Regions from separate parts of the Anas platyrhynchos genome. Here region 2 is linked to region 1. The links are chromatin contacts, called in public Hi-C maps. All regions are on one chromosome and are shown on one strand. Each heading gives the region's core, a stretch centred on a gene start, on an enhancer-like site or on the middle of the called end of the contact. The rest is flanking DNA. Distances are from core to core; before and after follow the strand shown. Region 1 holds the start of TCTN1 (tectonic family member 1). Region 2 overlaps PPTC7 (protein phosphatase targeting COQ7).

Region 1 (7,021 bases), core at 3,068-5,567:
TGCATCAGAAGGATTTGGAGCATCTGAGTCCAGAGTCCAGCTCTCAGGTTCAGCACTGAAAGCAGCACTTCCAAACTTTTTAAACAGTTCATCAAAATTTTCAGGAGTAGGCATTTCAGGGGAAGGAAAGTACAGTGCTTGTTTATCTGCCAAAACATGTTAAAGATTGAGATGACTTTTAGGGTAAACAATACAGAACAGTATTTAGTAACAATTTTTCTCTCGGGAGTTGGTACAAATCCAGTGACAGAAAAATAAAAACACAGCTTTTCTTTAAGAGAAAAGCTAGGAAGTGTCTTAATTCATCACTTCATCCCGATCCATGACAGCACAAACTTAAACTAAAGGGAAGAGTAAGTTCCTTTCTTTCAAAATCACAGTTTTTAAGGGATTTATTGGGGTTGGTAAATTCCTCAGCAAAACAAAACAGTAATTTTTAATTTTATTTTTTAAGGAAAATGTCACTTCTCAACCTCTGAATTGTCAAAAGAAAAACTAGATGAAAAATTTTAACTAAGCTTCATTAGAGGCAGAAAACTTCCAACAGAAAACACAAAGAATCAGAGCATGAGACAGTTTCACAAATAAAAGTACTACAACATAAGGACTGCAAGCACAGAATAATCAATTTTCTGACAGGTTTAGTTCCTTTTAATTTTTGTCTATTTCTGGTACCTAAGGAACTTATAGAAATACATGCTTAAGGCTTAACATTGGCAACAACACTACTTACAGTTTGTAGCATGAATGCAGAAAACACTGGGATTGACGTGGTCAATTAATTGAAATACCCTTTCCGGTGGATTTGCTTTAACATCAAGTGAATACACAGCAGCTTTCTGACTACAAAGGCGGCTATCACCTCTGCAAATAGCAATAAAAAAAAATCCGTGATACATTTGGAGTTGGTATTGACCGTATTTTAAAGCTATCTTTGTGTATTGAGGAAGCATCAAAAAAGCATTAATTTTTTAACACCATTTTTATAGCAGTTGTGTCTCCTTAGAAGGCTTATTTTATATGGAGTCATTAGTGATTATTAAATAATAAAGAATTATGCGACATGTTTTATCTAGCAGAGGAAACTGAGCAGCAACAAGAAATAAGGTAAGAGACATACTGAGGGAAGAGAATAGCCTGACAGCAATAATATTAGAGCTACGATGACAGGTTGGATGGAATCCAGATACCACAACTGAAGGGTGCACCATGGGCTAGGCAGCTCAGAAGCACTTTTATTTACACAGTGCAAGCAGAAAGGATGATCTTTAAGGTAGAATGATGGCATGTAGGCCAGAAAAAGGTAAGTTTCATGACTATTAGAATAATGTGCACCTTTGGGGTGAGGCCCTACTTGACATGCACATACGAGAAGCAGCAGTGTGAGAACCAGGAAGGTGAAGGAACCAGTTCAGTCCAGGAAAAGTATTTGTGGATGTGCAGAGGGTTCAACAACATCCCAGAACTGCAACAGGCTGTACAATGAATGTGCCAGTTCATGCCCTGAAGTGTACTATGTGTTAAAAAAAACACGGCATTTCATGGGAAACGGGTACTTAGGCAGAGTCAGAGCAGTTATGGGCAGACACTGAGAAATAAATGACTTTTAGAAATGAGCTTTTAAGCACAGAGTTAAGTTTTTCTATGAGGCAAACCCTGAATCACATCCTACAACAAATGACTGTTTTCCTCAGTGTTTCAGATACCAGATAACCTCTGACTTGTGATCGGCCAAAATCCTTTCAGTGACTACCACAATTATGCAAATAAATCTAGATGTAAATACGGAGATCGCAATACTTGCAGTCACTGGAAATTTTCACGCAAAATGAACATTTTACAGAAAAGACTTTTTGGGGAAAACCACAACTTCATTTCATGCCTTTCTAGCTGACAAAGACAGAACAGTCACCTAAGACAATTAAACTGTCATTCAGAGAGGCGTTGATTAGACCTTTCTGATATATATAAATGTCTATAAATGGGTAGAAGTAGTCATTGTGTGCGAGAACAATAAGAAATGGCAGTCTGCGATGACTGCTAATTCAAATTTCAAAGCACCGAGAATAAACCCCAGCACTCAGATTGGCATAATTTATGCCGAAGGTGGGTTGAAGAGCTGCACTTATTGTTCTGAGAAGTCGCCAAGAGATTTCACGTTCAGATTTTAAAGTGAGCTTTCTTCGTTCCTTTTTGAGAAGATGGAGTTGGGTTAAGGTGTTTTCAAATAAATTGTAAATAGCAAGGAACGCATCGTGAGCATTACTTTATTGATATAATGTCACTACATTTTACTGGTTTTAAAGATCAGCAGTGAGGCAGCAAGCTGGGACACTGGTCGCATGGCATCAGCTTTCCCAATTTCCAGACATTATACCTACAAAACTCTGATGATGCATCATTCATTCCCTAACAGAAGGCTTTAACAGCTAAGCAACCCCTCCCCCCAACAATAGGACAGTGCAAGAAAAAAGCAAGAAGTGTGAATTTAGAAAGAAGGGAATGAGAAACTGGGCTGGGAGGCCAATTTGCTGCTCTGCCTGGCTGGGAACCAAAAGTTTATGGGCTTAGTGCTGCAGGGACTGGTGAAGGGTAGGTATGGGTTAGGATGGTGGGGCGTAGAGGGGCTGGGAATGTATAAGAGGAGAAGACAAAGCCTGTACAAATGCATGCAGCAAATAAAACAGGATTTTGGATTTCAGATAGCTGCTTATTCACTTACGTGACGATAGGAACTGAACATGTAGTAAAGAGGCTGAAATCTGCTGCGCTGCAGTCAGGGTCACAACAGCAATTTACATCACACTGTGCCACCAACAGATCACAAGTACACAGCTTGGCAACTGGAGGAAAGACTTAAATTAGAATTAGGACTGGAACTTTGCACACTACAGCACGTTCCCTAACACTTCCATTTGTCATCTTGCTTTATTTGGGACAACAGTCAAAAGTCTACATCTAAATTCATCTGATTTTCTTAAGTCATTTTTAAAAATCCTTTTCTGCCACTTAGCAAATCTACTAGGAGCAAAGTAAAATAAAAATAATAATAATAAAGAGCATACCAAAATCCGATGCTCTGAATTTTGTATTTGTATTTTACTTTTACTGAACTTTTTCGAGACTTGCTGATCCATAATAAATCTAGATTTAAGAACAGCAGAGAACATAGAAAACTGAGACCAGCACTCCACAGACTTTAAAAGAACACTCATTTTCAAAATTACAGCTTCTATTTTAGCTTGACTATTGCCCATTTCTCTACAGCCTCCTGGATGCTCTCTGACCGTCTGAACAGTATCCAGGCAGTTCCTGGAATCTCTGAGGCTCTGACTGTTCTGTCAGCTGAGTTTAGCACTGGAATCTTTGTATCACCTTGTAAACAAGAGAAGTTTAAACATGGATTAGATTGTGAGGCTGTATCTCTGAGATCGGGGATATAAGTCTCATTTCCCTAAGGAGGCATGCACTGGGACATGTTTAATTTGGCAAGTAATCTAGGGAAATTGAGCTGATGACAACACCACCGGGAAATCAGAAGTTAAATAAAAGTACACCTGCCAATCAGAAAACAGTGCGCAACACTTTCTGATGGCACAATTACAAAAAAAAAAAAAAGTGATTTATATTGTCACAGCACTATATGTTCACAGAGCCTGGGCTGAATTTGGAGTCTTAGTGCAAACTGCTTGGTGCACCCAGCTTGGTGTGTGCACAGAGCTCTCCAGGCACACACAGGGTGAGCTTGGGGCTCCTCTGCGAGGTCAGGCTCTGCCCTGGAGGCTCTGAGCAGGGTGCTGGGCGGGCAGGCAAACCCACTGAGCCCTCAGTGCCAGCTTGTGGGACTGTGTGTGCCGTGATGACCCAAAAAGTGTGCCGGGGGTTGGCGATGCTGCCTTCCTGAGGGGGTTCTGAGGCAGGAACGGGATGCTGCTGACAGGGATGCTGAACAAACATCGGGAAGCTGCCGGGCAGGCTTCTCCCAGCCCCCTGAGGCTGCAGCGGGGGCCGGAGAGGAGCCGAGGGCCCAGGCCACGAGTGGGGCTTCCCTCAGGCCCAGGCTGGTGCTGAGCGGCCCCCACCCCGCCGCGCACCCACCGTCCGTGACCGGGGCCGGCCTGCTGCGGAGCCGCTCCCCGGCGGCAGCGCGGTCCTCCGGTGGTGCCGGGGGCTCGGGGCTGGGCTCCTCTGCCCGGAGCGGCGGAGGCAGGAGGAGGAAGAAGAGGAGGAGGAGGAGGAAGGCCCCGGGCCTCAGCACCGCCATCATGGCGGCCGCCGCTAGGCCGCCCCTAGCAACGGCGCGGTTGCCAGGGAGCGCGGGGCATCATGGGAGCGGCGCGGCATGGCGGAGCCAGCGCCCCGGCAGCCCCGGGGCATGGCGGGAGGGGGCGCCATGGCGGGCGGCGACGGGGGCAGGCCCTGAGGGGAGCCCGCTAGAACCAAGCCAAGGGCAGTGGTGTGAAGTAAAGGAGCTAAACATAAACTAAGTATATAATTTGTGCAGAAATGCCACCGGAAGGCTGTATGAAAAAAAAAAAAAAAAAAAAAGTAGGGAATGGCCCTTTGTGAACTGTAAAATCCTACTGTTAGTATATTTTTGCAGCTTACTTTCTAATAATCTGCTTTCTTTTAACTTCTGAAGTGTTTATTTTTGAAAATGCCGTGGGTCCTTTCAATTCGTAATGCTCAGTGTGCACATTCATTAATTAGTCCTGTTAGTAACCTTGTAACATGCACAGGCATTTTTATAGTGATTTAATGGTAGGACGGACTGAATCAGAGTGATTAAATGACCAAAGTTCCTTCCAGTTACCTTACAGGTGTTAACATCCAGGCTTTGTTTCCAGCTGGGAGAACTTTTTAAAACTTTCTGAAGTTTGTTATCCACATTATCTGATCAAAACCATCTACAACACTTGTTCTTGCAGCAGGCTGACCGTTATACATCATTAGTGTTTCCTATTTTTCTGGCCACGTTTATTCCTTTTTCCTCACGTTTATGAAGGTGAGAATCCAGTGTGCTCCATTGTACCTGAGACCTCAGTGTGTCTTCTATGAAGTAACAGCCTCACCTGGGTCTCCATTCTGCATTCCTTCTCTTAAACAAGGATATTCCAACATTACTATGCTTGCCTCATTCCTTGGGAAGATCTGATGTGTTTGGTCTCTTTGTTCCTTTGCTGATTTTGAGATTAGTTTTATTAAACTAAGCATTCAAGCATTTCCTTTCAATAAGGTCTCCTAAATCATGTTACTAGTATGTTTGTTGTTTTGTTTGCTTGTTTTTCATTGTCCTGCTGCAGAGAAGCATGTTGACTTTGCCAGTTTACTCACTTGGTTTGTGTGTTCGTAACTACATTCAGGACAGATGCTGGTGAGCTGTTCTGAAAACTCCGGTGTCTTGGGCCCTGCTTAACAAAGCAAACAGGCACAGGTTGTGGGAATCTGCTGAGGGTCTGTTTGCAGCTAGCAGAGTTAATGGTCTCGCAGCTTCAAGAAACAGGAGACTTCAGGCAGGGAACAGTCCCCTAGGTAAAGGAGGGTTGTTTTCCTGCCTATTAAAAAGCAGGTGAAGCTCTTTTCTTTTGTCACTCCTCAGGGAGTGAAGTTTCCACATCCTGTTGCTTGAGGGAAAGTAAAATAGATTTTGAAGTTTTACTTCAAAGGAACAGCTTGACCATGTGGCTGCTCTCTCCTTCGCTGCCATGGGGCAGAGATCAGACATCTCTTGGACGAGTCAGACTCAGGGATTTACAGTCCCTTCGACTGCCTTGACTAATTTGCTCCCACCTGACATGTGGGCCGGTAAAAAGTATAAAGATGTTTCTCCTTCCTGTAAGTCCTGCAAATTTTGAAAGTTGGAATTTAGTTTGTGGTCTTAGAGGGAAAGTGGTGGTTTATTGTTTATCATCAGTGGTCATATTCTGCCTTCTGTATCAGATGTTCATCTGCAGTGTCATCAGCTGAGATAATTACTAATGAATCACCTCCACTTGCTAGTTTATGGATTTCTTAAGGATTTAAATGATTAAGAAGGACCATGGATAACGCACATGGGAAAATATAATTTCATACGTTCTTTTTGCATCCAGATTTACTTTGCAAAGCTGATGATGTACCACGGGCCAAATTCCTGGGTGAAACCCAAGCCTTGCCAAAATCTGTGGGCTCATACCAAGCACAGATTGGACCTCGACTGCATGTGAGGAGTGATTAAGGAGGTATTGGGGAGGCATTGGGGAGGCAAGGACAATCCCCAGACATGGACTGTGTATCTCGAAACAAGACACTGGAACTCATGATAAGGAAGCGGCAGACGGACAGAGAAACAAATGGAAGGACTATAAATCTCAAAATTGGACATTGGAATTCATTATAAAGATACAACAAACGGAAGAATTGGCAACAACCAGCTCTCGCAATTAAGAAACGTGCCAATTCAGCAGATTCCTGACCAAAGGTGAAAAGTACACTGTGAGGAAGACTCGAGGTCTTCCTCCCAAAGACCCCTGCCCACGTCCCAAAGACCCCTGCCCACAATTCTTGGGAGGCTCTACGCAGGCGCAAGGTGCCAAAAGGCTAATTAGCATGAGAAGCGAGGGAAGGCGGGGATAGGTAATACATATGTATAGGCGCTTGTAGAATATTGATAGATTGATTGTATAAATTCAAGACTGCTTTCCGCTTTGGGTATGCACGATAGGTGGAGAGATCCCCCGTGCATCCAGCGCTGCAATAAAGAATATACCACTTAAAGGAATTTCGGCTTCGATCTTTGAATCAATCTGGCACCCCAGATGGGACTACCTCTCTGCCGGTCCGCAGGACCCGCTGGGGACAGGACTCCCTAGGGTACCCCCGGGATTTCCCGGAGGGACTCCTCGACTCACCGGATCACTGCGGAGGCAGACAAGGACCCCATCATTGTAAGTGAGTATACTCTTTATTCTGGTTTGGTTTTCTGGTAGACCGGTCATCTGGGACTGTCCAGTAAGTCGGAAGGTGACTTCTGCAGGACAGT
Region 2 (7,021 bases), core at 1,148-3,647, 40 kb after region 1:
ATCAATGTCTCTTCGCTCCTGCTGCACAGCCCTTTATCATTAGCTTGCCCAGTTCTTTTTTCCTATGCCATGGAAAGATCTCCGATTGCAGCCTGATAGGTCCTAGTGCCACCTCGCACACATTCTCCCTGAGGCACCAGGGGTCAAAGTTTCTCTGGAAACTTCGTAGTTGGCTGAAAACTGCTAAACTGTGTTTGAGGAAGCTGCAGTGGGGGCACTGCTGCTGTTCTTATGACACGATGTGTGCCTGGACAGAGCTCAGAATGCTGAGGGTCTGATGTGCAGTATCTGCTGTGTTGCTCCCGACCCGGTTCAGTTTTATCTGTTGTAATATTTGTCTGACAGATGCCCAAACTGATTTTCCTCTGCATATGAGACAGCAAAAGCACTTTTCTTGCTCTTATTTCCACCTATTTCCTCATCAAACCACTATGAACAGTGATTGACCCAACTGTTTGTCTCTCCTTGGCCATGCCATGTGCATCTCTGGTTGCTCAGAATGTTCCAACCTTTGGCAGAATTGTTCGAGTTTTCTCATGTCTGCACTGTTTTGAGTGACGATGGAAATTTATGGGGCCATGATCAGTTTTCCTTCTTTTCCTTGGCTAAAGTTTTAAGCAACAAATTGTCCTTGCAGACGTAGGTACTAGCATTGTGCTGGTTTGTCTGTTGTTTCTTATTTATTTATTTAATGGAGATTTAGTTTTTGCAGAAATGGATAGTACTAAGTAGAAAAACGTCATTCTTATTGTGAGCAGGTAGCTCGAGGAGAAACTTCGGGGCGTTGACTAGTGGGGAAGATCTTTATCATTTCAATCCTATTAAAAAATCTTAATGACCTTCACATTTAAAACTAATCATCGCTCTTTTCTTCCCTTTTAATGGGCTAACCAAAGGTTAATATGATTGAATTCCTTCCAAAATTCCACATCAGTTTTCCCTCTAGTGAAGTCAGCTGTCTCCTTGTGAAGTTCACATCATTTGACTTGTACCTTCTTTTTAGCAATTCTGATGGTGTACAGAGCTTTGTCTGGCAGCTGATATCAGAAATCATCTTAAAAATGTTTAGTGATTTATTTCCCTTAATCAATTTTTTTTCTTTCAAGCAGGTGCCTTGTTCTGCCTTTCAGATATTGAATGCCATAAGTCATGACAAAAGTTAAAAACCTCATTTTGCAAACCATTTCTGTTCATGTAACTCTTGTTTTCTGGTTTTTGTTTTGTTTTTCTAGGGGTAGCAGATGGTGTCGGTGGCTGGAGAGACTATGGGGTTGACCCTTCTCAATTCTCAGGGACTCTAATGCGAACATGTGAACGTTTAGTGAAAGAAGGACGGTTTGTACCAAGTAATCCTGTCGGGATTCTCACTGCAGGTTACTGTGAGCTGCTGCAGAACAAAGTACCTTTGCTTGGTAAGAGAGCAGAAACATGTGAATTGCATGTGTTGTGTGCTACCTTGACATGTACTTAATTATATACAAAAAATATATACAAAAATATCTGTATATAAATATCTGTATATGAAATATAGAATATTCAAGTCTTTGTGTGTGAAGGGTGGCAATTCACCAATGCTTGCAGAGTTTGAAAAATGAGTTTGGCAGTAGAGGCTGCTATGGCACGCACTCCTTGTATAAATAGCTCTTCTCCATTGAAACCTCGTAAGGGTTGTTTGTGGCTTTTTGTTTAAGCTGTGCAAGTAAAAATGTTTTCTGGTGATAGCTGGATGCAGTTCTACTTGCTCCTTGCCCTACTGCTCCCGTTGCCTTTTATGTCCAACGAACTTTAAGCCTAACAGCTTGACTTAAATAATTTATGTCGTATGATCACTGATACCCTGGATTTTTTTTATAATTCCTTGCAGGGGAATCTTTACATATTTTTCTTCTGAAAGCAAACAAAAGTAGGTGCTTAGCATGTCCTGTGTCAAACCTGATTTTAGGCAGTGCTTCCAGCTGCCTGGGAATGGTGAACAGATAGGGAGGCGAAGCGTGGCCTCAGCTGACAACCTTGAAAACGGAACACGTTTCTAAAGGGCGGGTGACCTCTTACGCACCAAGAAAGTGTTACCCTGTGTGATATGCATGCTTCTCACCTGACCTTAAACTTCTCTGCCAGAAGAGCGCTGTGTAAGCTATATTTAGCGCCTCTGCTGAGCTTAGGAACAGATGTTCTTGCATTATATGCCCAAAGAATAGGTTCAAATCTCAGTGACACGTAAGGTCACTTCTAAAACAGCAGTGGTCGTTAATTCCATCAGGATTTTGCGTGTCTGATAGTGCTCATCTGTGCGAGGCAGATGCAGCTGGAAGCGACCCCGAATGCGGGCCACTGGTGAGAGCTCTCAGCACTCCCTGCAGACAGAGGCAGCCCCGTGTGGCTTGACCTTTCGAGGGCTGAAACGCGGCGTATGCTGAGTCACAAGATCTGCATTCCACACGTGGCCTCCTAGTTACACTGTGCTAATACAGTTAAAATGTGAAACTAATGATCCTCAGCGCTTCTCCTGGAAGAAAATACCACTACCAAGAGCAGTATTTTTAGAGGTAGAAAAAAAAAAAACCACCTCTGGAGCTACCACAGCAACGAGCAGTTAGAATTTATTTGAAATAAAGTGGAGGGAGAGGACTTCATTAGGGAGGATTCATTAGGCATGAACTTTTCCTTCCTGTTGTGTTTTGCCTTGATGTTTAGTTCATCAGAATTGAATCTAGCAAATTATTTTTAAAACAAGACTGAAGTGGGAGGAAATTGTGCCATGTATTTAAAAGCTATTCTTATCATCGCAGAGCAATCTTGGATGGTGTCATATATAAAATATGAATCTTCCCTTAAATACTGCTTTGACTTACCATTCACCAAGAGTGGAGAAGGTCGTGTATATTCACCAGAGAACAAATTAAGTGCAGGGTTTTGTGGGGAACTCCCTGGATTGGAGGTGAAACATCCAGAACAGGTGATGCCTCAGGCCAGCTGGACTCGTCTTGTAGGCAAGCCTGATCATACGTTTAGCTCATCAGAAGTCTGTGGTCTGTCCGAGACACAGATGTGCTTGGAAACTTCTGCTGCAAGAGCATAAGGATAGAAGATGAACCAGAAAACTGTTTGTTAGCAGATGGCATGGGGAATTCTGATGAAGGCAGTTTGAAGTCAGGAAGAAATGCTGTAGCTGTGTTTCACACTCATCAGGAGTTAACGCTCTTCTGGTGGTAGTGCTCCTGTTGGCAGAAATTAAGCAAGCACTGTTTTTCTGTGAGTGCATGGGTATCTCTGCTGTAATTTCTGTGGTTTGCCACCAAAGTTGACAGCTGCCTCCCCATGAAGGAATCGAGAATGCTGTGGTTGCTGCAGGCATGGCTGGGGTAACACGGGGTATGGTTGACAAGTAGCCACGTTTCCGTTCTTCCTTTAATCCGGAACAGGATTTGTCTCCAGAACATGTTTTCTTTAGACTTGTGGAGTTAGTGCCCTGAACGCTTGACAGGGTTATTATTTTTTCAAACAAAGAAGGTAGCTCTGCAGAGCCAGGCTGTAGTGAAAAGTGTGCTCATGTTCTGACAAGAATAATGGATTGCTATCTGAAGCTGCTTGCAACCAAGTATTTAATTGGAGTGTTTTATTTACAGCGGGGGAGTAAAAATGTGCGGAGAACACCTAGCATTGTGTGGATGCTACTGGAATTCTATTCTCTTAATGCTTTCAGAATTTCAGTATTATAAGTGACTTCTGTAAATCCAGTCTTATAGCAGAATGTGCTGACATATGTTGGGATGGGGAAGTGTAAATGAAGTGGAACAAAACAGGTATTTGTCAGCATGACGTGTTTACCAAAATCAAAGCCAGTATATAATTTTTTTTTGCATTAATCATAATAATTTCCATTTATCCTGATCTCTAAGCTTTGATAAATATCTAAATAGTTGGATTATGGCTGAAGTCAGTGAAAGAATAAGGGCTGTGTGTAAGGCTCGCTCCAGTTACGATGTTCTGTTTGCTTGCAGGAAGCAGTACAGCTTGTATAGTAGTTCTGGACAGAACAAGTCATCGTTTACATACAGCCAACTTGGGAGATTCTGGATTTTTGGTAGTCAGAGGAGGAGAAGTAGTACATCGTTCTGATGAACAGCAGCATTACTTCAACACTCCGTTCCAACTGTCAATAGCTCCACCAGAAGCAGAAGGAGTTGTCTTAAGTGACAGGTAAGAAAGGAGAAGATCTTAAATTTTTAATCTGTGTATGTGATCAGCTCTCAAAAGGTTGTGGCTTTACTGTCTTGAGAGCTTCTCGTATAATGCAGCACAGCATGTGGGATTTAAATGTGCCCAAGAAAAGGTTCTAATATCTGCCCTTCTATCTTTAAGGTACCGTGAACACTTCTTACTGTGTACTTACTCAATTTTTGTAAGCTGTTGCAGTCAAAATGCATTGGGTTTGTGCTCATTCATTCAATATAGAGTGTTCCTGCAGTTTGTGGTGTTCAGATCCACGGACCAACACTGCACAATGGAGCTGCTACAATGAAGGCTGCAGCCGGTGATTGTGCCGCCCGCCCTGCACGAGTGCCTTGTCTTATCAGCGGCTTTCCTTCCCCGTCCCTGTCTGTGCTCTCTTGAGACTGGTTTGGAGTACGCTAATTTAGGTATCTTGGCAGCGAGGTAGCAAGTGCTTGAAGAATAGAGCAGAGGGACATGTGACTGTAACTCGTGTTTCCAAGCCGCTGTGTCTCCAGCAGCATATTGTATTTGACCAAAACGAGCAAAACTCTTGTTTGGCGGAACACCAAGCTGGGAAATGAGAGTAATAGGAAAGGACAATCTGTTCACAGAAATGAGTTGTTTCAAAGACAGACTTGTACTTGAGTCTTCCCCGAAGAATGTCAGGCTGATAAAAATCCTGTGACTGCGTGAAGTCTAACCAGTAAAATAAAATAAAAGTGAAGAAAAAAAAACAGCTTTCACATACGTATTAAAATACTGCTCTCAAATCAATGGTTATACAGTCATTAAAGTGATACCCCTCTTCTAAATACAGAAGGATGATAAAAGGATCTTAAAAGAGAGACCACAGTAAAGAGAGAAAGCAACTTAAACTTTTTTTTATTTTTTTTTTTAATCTGGAGGCTTGTGCCTTAAGGGTTGTAACTTCTAATACCAAAATAGCTCTTTTTGAAAATGCTGCTTGAAAGCTGTTGAAACACCTGATCATTCTTGCTTGTGGCTTTGTTACGTCATCCTAAGACTGCAGGGAGGAAACCAGCGTAAAACCCTGAAATGAGAACCCTTAAATAATCTAGTGTCTTTATTAGGCTAAGATTAAGTGGTTGTTTGGAGTTCCAGAACTATTAAAACCTTAATAGTTCTGAAATTCAGTGTCTTGTTCAAAAAATAGCACAAGGATAGCTGATAACATGATAACGTCCAGTGGAAGTCAGGAAAGCAAAGTAATCTGAGTCATCCCACATTAAGGAAAGTGCAAGATAAATGAGCTCCCACACTTCGGTTCTGAATCATGATTATAGCTTTCTGGCTAGTTCCTGCGCTGTTCTTGACATTAATTAGTACTTGTGCTTGTTGTCTAAATGCTTCTCCAGTATTTTTTTAATTCATTGTTCCAGTTAAATGTTTAAATTCGGCTACATATGGGGATAGGCAGGCGATCTTAACTCTAACCTTGTTGACGGTGCACAGCAGAAGGGCTGCTTTCCTCAGCTGATTGCATGCCACGCCATTTGGCTATGCCAGAAGTCATTTCTGCCTTTTAAAGATCTGTGAAAAATCCTTGAAAATAAAGGTTTTGTAGTTACATTGCTTCTGAGAATTGGATTCTGCAGCAGCATTCATGGCCAGTACAGATATTTTCTGCTGTAATGTATTAAACGTAAGTAGACCAACCAGCTGTGGTCTCCTGGTAGTGATTTCCAGACATGCTTCATGTTCCACTGCAATAGAAAGTGATTCAGAATCCGTAAGTGGCTTGGCCGTTCTGTTAGGAATTGTCCTTTCAAGTACAGCTCTCTACATGTTGAAGATGGGCGAGAAGGAAGCCCTCAGCTGCCATTCCACTTAATGGTTTCCATGGAGACACACTTGTGAAGTGGATTAGTTTGCAGGATTGTTCATCTGGGAATTGTAAATGCAAATCCTTTGTGTAATAGCTGGAACATTACCTGTTTGCAATCACAGGTCTTTTGTTGTAGCTTTCTTGACAAGCTATCCTGGTGCAAAAGCTCCACGGTTGGTGATTATTTCTTTCCTTTCCAGCAAAACATGTAACAATAGCGAGTTACAAAAGCTGTTAATGTGCTGGGCTGACATTGCTTGGTGCCTTAGTGAAAGCTGGAGGCCATTTCATTGACATTACCTGTCATTTTCACAGCCCTGATGCTGCCGATAGTACTTCCTTTGATGTCCAACTTGGAGACATTATTTTGACTGCAACAGACGGACTGTTTGACAACATGCCTGACTACATGATTCTGCAGGAATTAAAAAAGCTGAAAGTAAGTGTGCGTGTACAGTCTGAATCTCGCATCTTTTGCCCTCGTCATCCCTCGCTGTTCCCACCAGTTCTTTCTGAGCACACAGCTTTGTGTTATACGTGAAAGACCCACCACAAAGTGCTGCCCTTTGGAGACTCACCAGCTAACACCACGTGTGAGCAGGGATGTTGGCCCCAAAGTGTCTCTTGAACCCTCACCCAGGTTGAATGCAGAAGCAGCAACGTTGGCAGAAGTTTCCAGAGTAACAGCCAGGAACATGTCACTGACGGGTGCGGTGTGAGGGAGCCACCGGGGGGATAGGGAGAGGTGTTCAGCAGCGGGCACTGCCCTTGGCCAGCTGCTCACAGGCTGCATTTTATCTGCACTTGCAGGTTGTAGATTACATACGTGAAAATACAGCGTTCTCTTTCGGGCCGTTCAGTGGGTGGGGTGAGGCATGAACTTAATTTGGAGGTTTTCTGAGGACTTACAAAACAGCAATTCTAAAGTAATCCGAGCTGTCCGAAGTGTGGGTTGTGTGT

The links. A called contact is a pair of places that touch in the nucleus more often than the background predicts.
Region 2: a contact with region 1 is called in a Hi-C map of skeletal muscle, with 2.1 times the contacts expected there. The contact joins the enhancer-like site here to the promoter of TCTN1 in region 1. A contact is called at or near these places in 4 of 8 Hi-C or Micro-C datasets (F1 follicle, skeletal muscle and subcutaneous adipose tissue).

What each region holds. Positions count from the first base shown.
Region 1 is chr16:2,367,405-2,374,425 of IASCAAS_PekinDuck_T2T, forward strand. TCTN1 (tectonic family member 1) reads right to left here and starts at 4,318. Exons shown (of 15, transcript XM_038187285.2): 1 at 4,099-4,318; 2 at 2,723-2,843; 3 at 734-864; 4 at 1-146. The coding sequence starts at 4,267.
Region 2 is chr16:2,409,349-2,416,369 of IASCAAS_PekinDuck_T2T, forward strand. It overlaps PPTC7 (protein phosphatase targeting COQ7), which reads left to right. Exons shown (of 6, transcript XM_038187224.2): 2 at 1,233-1,412; 3 at 4,002-4,200; 4 at 6,377-6,500. Among named protein-coding and RNA genes, the nearest start is that of PPTC7, 13 kb to the left of the region's middle. Within about 2 kb of position 2,398, at least 7 of the 8 cell types and tissues checked have an H3K27ac peak or open chromatin away from gene starts, as enhancers often do. A contact at or near this core is called in F1 follicle, where this site is marked.